3 separate regions of the Drosophila melanogaster genome follow, and all the other regions are linked to region 2. The links are chromatin contacts, called in public Hi-C maps. All regions are on one chromosome and are shown on one strand. The core of a region is the stretch at or near the end of the contact, and the rest is flanking DNA. Distances in the headings are between cores, read along the strand shown. Region 1 holds the start of Plc21C (Phospholipase C at 21C). Region 2 holds the start of Ent1 (Equilibrative nucleoside transporter 1). Region 3 holds the start of CG4213.

Evidence for each region. A called contact is a pair of places that touch in the nucleus more often than the background predicts.
Region 1: a Hi-C map of the Kc167 cell line shows a contact between it and region 2, with 3 times the contacts expected there. A contact is called at or near these places in 39 of 107 Hi-C or Micro-C datasets (the Kc167 cell line, the S2 cell line, the Sg4 cell line and 13 more) and 1 of 7 datasets of targeted methods (the Kc167 cell line).
Region 3: a contact with region 2 is called in a Hi-C map of the Kc167 cell line, with 2.5 times the contacts expected there. A contact is called at or near these places in 45 of 107 Hi-C or Micro-C datasets (the D17-c3 cell line, the Kc167 cell line, the ML-DmBG3-c2 cell line and 21 more) and 2 of 7 datasets of targeted methods (both in the Kc167 cell line).

Annotation. Positions count from the first base shown.
Region 1 is chr2L:304,567-307,266 of dm6, reverse strand. Plc21C (Phospholipase C at 21C) reads right to left here and starts at 1,332. Exons shown (of 18, transcript NM_205884.3): 1 at 878-1,332. It overlaps Pi3K21B (Pi3K21B,), which reads right to left. Exons shown (of 3, transcript NM_001272888.1): 3 at 2,034-2,700.
Region 2 is chr2L:356,624-359,323 of dm6, reverse strand. It overlaps Ent1 (Equilibrative nucleoside transporter 1), which reads left to right and starts at 1,450. Exons shown (of 4, transcript NM_164381.2): 1 at 1,450-1,901; 2 at 2,133-2,433; 3 at 2,487-2,700. The coding sequence starts at 1,638. It also overlaps asRNA:CR45367 and asRNA:CR45366.
Region 3 is chr2L:400,906-403,605 of dm6, reverse strand. It overlaps CG4213, which reads left to right and starts at 1,408. Exons shown (of 5, transcript NM_134676.2): 1 at 1,408-2,599; 2 at 2,664-2,700. The coding sequence starts at 1,943.

The DNA of each region.
Region 1 (2,700 bases), core at 83-2,582, 52 kb after region 2:
TTTTAATGGCGCCTGGGTGCGGCACACAAAAATAATTTACAACATGTTTTGCTTGTTCTGTTTTGGTTGTTGTTATTCTTGGAGGGTGAGTGGCGGACGGGGAGGAGTTTGGGGAGTGGGCCAATTGAAGTGGAAGAGGCAGCAAATATACGGCAAGATAATGAGAGCATTATGGTAGAACGACATTATGGAGCATATGGCAAGCCGGGAAAGTATTGTGGTAGGAAACAGAGTCAAATTATTCCATACAACTGCGTATGCAGTTTGAAGCCATGGATGGTAGTAAATCAACAATGTTATTCATGAGACAATTGGATGCATAGTACGTGATTCAACAATAAATAAATAAATAAAATGTAGTTTAATATGCGATAGTTAAGCAAGTGCCTTTATACTCTAAACAAGTATTTATGCCGATTCTCCGCAGAGAACGAAAGAGTTTCAAACTCTGCTCCCGGGCTTATCTCTTGATCTTTTGACCCGCCCCTCCTGCGCTCAAGGCACCTGCGTCTCTCCTAACCCCGCCTAACCCCCGAGCTACTGATAAGATGCACTGATTAGCTCAGCACAGAGGCAATGCAATGAGATCACTCCCCCCGATCGATTAGGACCACTCCGCCCTCCTCCCACTGCCGGCCACCCAGAGCTGACCCCGCCACCCCCCTGGGAGTCAATAGCTGAGATTACGGCATCTCAAAGCTTGGAGACGATCCGTTCATTCGAAGAGAGAGAAAGAGCGCGGGCACCTGCCATCGTTTTTAGTGCGTTGTTATTCAATAATTTGTTTGCGTTCTTAGCTTTTGATGCGCACGCACACTCACGCAACTTTTCTTGTTCCTTATTTGAAAGGTTAATAGAATTAAACACATTTGATTACCTGAGCGAGAGAGAACCCCAAAAGCGGAGCTTTTCCGGAGCGAGCGAGAGAGCGACACTCTGTTATGAAGTAATAATGCAGAAAAAACAACCGTATTACGACAATTCTTGTTGTTTTGCAATAAGTTTAGGTTCGGCGAATTTTTGCGGGAGCTCTTATTGATGTTCTTGATGCTTTGGTTACTATTGTTGCTGCAGCATCACTTAGCAAAGACAACAAAAAGCAAAGTCTCACGCTGCGATTGTTTTGTTTTTTTTTTCGTTACTCTCACGCTGCACATTGGCTTTGATTTATTATCTTTTCCACTTGCACGCCTAATTACAATCCAAAACGATGAAACGTCCCGGAGATGTGTCAACAATTCAAAACAAAAAAATACACCCGAAAGCCCAAAAAACGCGACGACGAGTAAAAAATGCTGCCACTGCCGCAGCGCTGCCCGAAAATCTGTTGATTAGCGTGGTCGTAGACTGCAACGACGAAAATACCAAATGGGCCTGTGACTTCAGCTGTTCTGCCCGGTCAGCTATGCTATTTTGTAAGTAATATATAAAGGGATATTTGCAGATGCATTCGAATTATGGCTATCTACGCTTTTTATGATTTATTTAATGATTAATACTTTGATAGTTACCATCGCATTACTATTTCGAAGCAAGAGTTGGCAGCACTGTTTAGCACTGTTCAAAAGCTGCCAGCTACAGTTAACATTTGAGCGCGCTTTTCAAATGAATTTTTATTCACTGCACATCAAATTAACCATGAAACTTACATAAACAACATTTATCGAACTTTCTACGATAGGGGTTACTGTTATTCATTATTGTTAGCAAAACACTGACACCGACTAAATTAAAGCAGAATAAAATGCATTTGTAGCATAGACGCTAGATACAAACCCTCATCTAGGTCACTCCACAGCGATTCCTCCAGAATTGAAAACCGGTCACTTATGAAGTGCATGTCTCCTACCGCAAATTTGGCGGACTCGTGATATCTGTTTTTTCTGCGATAGCTTTTCGCCCAGCTCAGCGGATTTAAGTCGATGAGAGTTCATTGAAAGCAGAAACCCAAAGCGAAATAATCAGGAAACCTGAGGTAAAGTTCCACTGCGACTTAAGAATCGGTCAATATTCTGGGAGCTGGGATATGTGAACTTCTGGAAGATTTGGTTTTATTTCGGTTTATTTTGTTTTTTCTTGATTGTGTTATTTACGAACATTCTTTTTAGACACAAATATATATAATGTTATCTCCGCTTCTCGTCTCTTTAAAAAACTACTACAAAAAATGGTTGTTGTTGTTGTTTCCGTTGTGGTTGCTGTTAGCGCTTAAGAATCTACAACATATAGCTTACGATCTACAACATATAGCATTCTAGAGCATACATACTTTATAGGTATGTATGGTTAAATATCTATATATATATATGTATATATATATATATGTTCATATAAAAAAATACAACAAATTTGCAATTCGTTTTACATTCAGTTTCGTCGCCGTTCATTGTTATCGTTTTTAATTCTTCTTGTTCCGGCCTGCGCCAAAAATGCAGACGAGGAGCAAAGATAGAAAAATTCACAAATATTTCCATTTAACATTTAGGTATGGCAAAAAGTCATCATCTATCAGTTAGCAAACATTATTGACATCAATCAATCATATTTGAAATACATTCAATCTTCCACTGCTACTTTTTTGTTTTTGAGTTCTTATTTGTTTTGTTTTGTATTGTTTTCGCTTTGTTTCGTTTGTTTTGTTTGAAACGCATTTTACAAACTAAATTTAAAACTTATAAATACTACAACGTACGAGATCCG
Region 2 (2,700 bases), core at 201-2,700:
GGAGGAAACCAGAACAAGATCACCTCGGGTGGTCGGAGGACGTCACTCAAATTGAAGTCCGGCAAATGAGATTTGCCCGGCACCGGAGTGTAGAGCATGCAGAGAGGGCGAATGGAATCCATATCCGCAGCCCAATCTTCATCATCTTCGTCTGCGAGTTGAAGTTGTTGGATTTTTAATTAAGCGTGGCCTGCACCCGAGGCTTTTCGTCGAGTAGCTCTTCGGGACACGGGAAGTACGGCGATCTCGGCGGAACAGGTCTTGTTAGTAATTTTTAATTTGAGCTCTTCTGACAGCCAGCTGTCATATAAATTTAATTGAATTTACATTTTTATTAATTGCCAAGTCTGCTAGTGAGCCCAGTCTCGATCTCGTAGTGCTACCCGTTGGCATGAATGGGAGATGAGTTGCTTAAGCCGACTGGCTACTCATCAGACCATCAGCCCATCCACATCAACATCCCCATCCACTTCCACTCTCTGAATGAATTTAATTTGAGATGATTTGTTGATGGTTTCGTTGTGGTGATTTCTTGCTGACTAATTTAATGTGATTTTTAAATTGCCAGACCGAGGCAGAGTGTGTGGCCTGCGCAGGGGAATCAGAATCTCATCGGGAGATTGATTGGGCTCATGGGAGTGGGGGCAGCGTTTTTACGGAATTAATGAGATGACACGCCTCTCGCTGGGATGCGAAACCCCCTCGTGATCATTATGAACTAATCTAATTTGCAAGCCCGCGATGACAATCGAAGACGGAAGAGAAGTCCCCTCGATCCTTGCCCACCTGGGCAACAGCGCTAACGAGGACGCTTCTCCTCGAAGGCCCCCTCCAGTTTAATTCGCAAATCAAACAACCGCAGGGCAGAGATCGGAAATTCGCGCATAAGTAAATTAAAAATAAATTTATGTCCCGACCAGTGAGGGGGTCAGGAAACGCATGTCCAGAGGGAAGGAGCGTGTGTTAACCGGTTTCGGGACGAACGCGAATGCAAATCCAATTAAAATTTCGCAAGCGATCAATGGGCGAGGGGTGGAGGGCGGATCGCATCCTGCGAATGGCGCTAAGCCGTAAAACGAAGCTGTGCGCTGATTTAAAACACTGCGGGGCGTGCTTATTGATTAAATACAAATTGCGTTCATTCATCATCAGCTCTAGGGTCTGCTTGATATTGGTGTTTTTATTGTTGCTGCTCTGGCTGGCAATTAAATTACGATTTGAGGTGGATGCTACGCTCGTTTTGCAAATAAAATCCAATTTCACAGTCCTCTAAAATATAGGACTAAGATGCAAAACTAAGATGCAGTTTGAATCCCATCACATTTCGCGCCAAGGGCTGCCAACCTGGGTGAACGGTTTTGTGGTGTTAGTGCGATATCTTAGATATTTTCATTTAATCGATTCCTCTCGATAAGCCATCGATATTTTTTGTATAATGTCTTGCTTTGTTGTTTACAAATTCGTTTTTATGTTACGCAGTTCGTCCGTGCTAAATGATACACATGAAAGTAAATTGCATCAGATTAAGTTACATCGAATACTTCTCCACAATTACAGATGTGAATAATCCGCCAGAGGTGTTGTAAATTTATGAATACCAAGGGCTGCGTACAAAACAGTAGTGCAATTCAGTGGCAATGCCAGGCACCAGTGACACACGACGACTGGTGGACGCCCTGGACGAGGATGACGAGATTCTGGGCACGGAGGGCAGCTTCGTTCCCGCTTTTCGTCCGCAGGACCACCATGCGGATGAGCAATGTCTCATGGAACGCCAGCAGGACGAGGTAGTTTTGGTGTCCAACGAACCCGAGAGTGGACGACTCTTCACCTACCTCGTGTTCTACCTGTTGGGCATTGGTACCATGACCCCGTGGAATTTCTTTGTGACTGCGGAAGATGTAAGTTTAACGAGTGGAAATTTCCGCACCCGCATCCTAGTCAATTTAACTGAACTTCGGACATATCAATTCCAAACAGCTGAACAACTGGGCCAAGCGCAATTCTAAGGCGCGGTGCTTATCAGCTTTGTCGTCGTTTCTTTACGACCCACACCCAGACGAAAACTCTCTTTTTTGATTTTCTTTGTTTTCCGCTGACTTACGCTTTAACCCTGTTCGCTTCTCTTTCAGTACTGGAAGTACAAGTTCCGGAATGCATCGATTAATAACACAGACCTGGAGGAAGAGCTCACCCCGTTGCAGAAGAGTTTTACCTGCGACTTGGCTCTCACGGCCACTATTTCTGGGACTACATTTCTGCTGCTAAACGCCATTTTCGGACACCATGTGTCCCTGCGCACCAAGATGTTAGGAACGCTGTGGATGATCCTCATCCTTTTCGGGGTTACAACTGGCTTCGTGGAGATCAACACAGACACGTGGCAGGAACAGTTTTTCCTAATCACTCTCATCATTGTAGTGCTGCTAAATAGTGGGTACCATGAAGTACTCCTTGAGTGTTTACTTAATATTTATTATATATAGTATCTGCGGCTACAATGTCGGGAGCCCTCTACGGAGTCGCTGGTCTATTTCCCTCCGAGTTTATCACCGCTGTGGTTAGCGGACAGGCTCTTGGTGGTATCCTCACAGCCCTGGCCTTCATTCTTGTGCTTGCATTCGACACGGGTCCCAATACCACTGCATTCATCTTCTTCATTGTGGGAGGAGTGCTCATCCTGCTTTGCATTGTGTGCTA
Region 3 (2,700 bases), core at 159-2,658, 44 kb before region 2:
AAGATAGGTGTTAATCAAGGCTGATGCCAGATTTCTTAATTTTTCTTGTATTGGAATTGCCAAATTACTTTGTTGGGTTTTAACGTGAAAACATGAAGTGGTTGTGGGAACATCAAGAAAATATCATCAATTTGAGATGGTTCAGGGGCTAATGGAAAAGGAAAGAACCCCAATCTGAACGCAGTCACTCCGGTTTATTATTCCATTATAATGAACACAATGGATTTCTTGCAACTTATTTTGGGCAGAGCGTCCTTGATGCCTGGTTCTTGTATCCTTGCTACTTTCAACTTTCGCTGCACATTTGCCTGTGTGCAATCTCTGCAAAAGCTGAGGGCGTTCCTGGGGCCCAACTTTTGCCTGGCGCTTCAAGTTTTTAGCAGAATTTTTTCCCTTTTGAGTCGCTACAAACAACAGAGAAACCTAGAACTAAGGGGCAGAGCGAGGCGCCATGGCAAATTGCATTGTTGATTTTCATTTTCAAGCCTGGCGACACTTTGCCAAATGTGTGCGCCATCCTTCCTTCCTACCCCGGAAAACCCTTCACCGTCCTTGGTTTGGAATCGTTGCTGCGTGTTTCCCACTTTTCAAATGCGCGCACTGGGGGAAAAAAACAGGAAGTTGGCGTGGCCAGTGCAAAAATCAGCTAGCAAATGGATTTTCATTTGAAACTTTCGCGCGAAAGATTTTCATTGAGTTCGGGGGTGCGCGGGATACCCTATGCCACTATCACAAATTGGTTAATAAAGGTCCAGAGATTTATTCTCTTTAACGAAGTGATAATGGTCAACGAATGTGGGTCAGACAGGGGTGCGCTAAGAAAAGTTTGTGATCGTGTATGAATTGAAAAATGAATAGGATTGTGCTGTATTTAACCTTGAACATGTGTTCATACTCACCCAGAGTTTTTACCTAATACCAAAACTGAGAGTAATGCTAATTCTTTTGTATGCTTTTTATATGTAATTAAAGTTCCTGATGTTAGGAAACATCGTCTTCAAAACAGTGCAGATCATTCACCTAGTAAGTGTTGCGGATCTTTCTCTTTCAGCTCTTGACAACTGGTCTTGATCTTCATTTCTTGACAGGCGATGTGGCAAGAGTTTTGTTTTGTTTTACCCCTTACTCATAATTAAAATGACGCTTGTGTATAATTTTAGACGGATTCATCTGACACGTTCTTCTAATTAAAATGTGCATAAAACTAAAAAGAACAATTAAGAATGTGAAGGGAAGAGTCCTAAGAAGACTCTCAGACATCTTGCCAAACCCTCAACATAACAAGAATCTCTAATGCTCGAAAACAAAGCATTTTATGTTGGGAGTGCCGCCGAGAGAAGCCAAATTCGTTTGAAAGCAGGAGAGATCGTAGTGGGTTAAAAATAGCAGAATCTATTCAATGTTTTCTCAGTTTTTCCCGAGCTGGCTAACCGAAAAGTTGCGTTCGACCGTCGAACGGATAGAAATTAGAACCCGAAAATTTTCCAACGTCACGTATACATATAGAAGTTTATCATATGTATACTAGATATTTAGTTTAGTTACGTTTCTCCTTTTCCGTATCTTTCGAAGTTCAATGTGCAAGTGAAGAATATTTAATGGAAATCGGGACATTATTTTTTCTCGAACATCCTTGGTTGAAAAGTGAAAGTCAATAGATAATTGCGAAATCTGCAAACTCGTGTGTGATCGTCGCACACAAATATAGACACCGATTTTTGTTGGTATTTTCCCCTGCTGGTATTGGTGCCATATCAATTGGTGGCGATCTGTAGATCGGTGGATCTTGGGCTTTCTTTGTGCCGACAAAGAGTTCTTCTCTAGAAGAAAAGTCGCATTAAAGCGAATCGTAAATTTAACGCTCGCCAGGCGAATCTGCATTGGTAAACAGATCATCACAACCGCATACCACAGCTCGTTCGTCTTTGTTCTGTTGGTAAAGATGGGAAATGCCGAGTCCACACAGTCTGCGGATGATACGCAAATGCAGATGCAGCAGTCCACTGATGACGAGCCCTGGTGGAACAACATCGAGCACGAGGATCTCATTCTGGAACAGGCCCCCCGAGCCACAACCCAAAAAGAAGCTGAGGAGGTACTTCCCGAAAATAGAGTGAAATATCGTGAGAATAAAGTTGCAATTGAAATGGAGGACAAAGGAAATGAGACCCATCAACGAGAACAGACCCTCGAAGAGTTCAGAGAAGAGCTTCGTCAGAAAAAAGAGGTTCGCCAAAATGCTGTGCAGGGCCTGAGGGATGAAATTGCTAGTCTTAAAGAACAATTGGCCATAGAAAAATCTGAGAATCAACGTCTTAGAAAAGTTACGGCTACAGACGGTCAAGCCGATAATCAGCACGACCATTCGAATAGTCCCAGTAAGCCTGATGCAGATCCAGATGATGAGAATCCCAGTTCCAGGAGCCGCCATGCCAATATCGAACTGGCCAATGCTCAGTTGGCTTTGCAGCAGGCACAGGCCGAGAATTTGTCATTGCGTGGAGAAGTGGAAGTGGTTCAACGCCAGGTAGGAACCCTGAAGGAGGTCATCTCCTGCTGCAAGCAGATGCTGAGCGTGAAGGAGGAACAGTGTGCTCAGGTGAGCTAGTAATGCAGGTCGTATAGAAATCAAGATCCATATTAAATAAATGGTTTACTACTAGCTCAAGATGAAGCTGACGGAAATCGAAAACTCTTTTA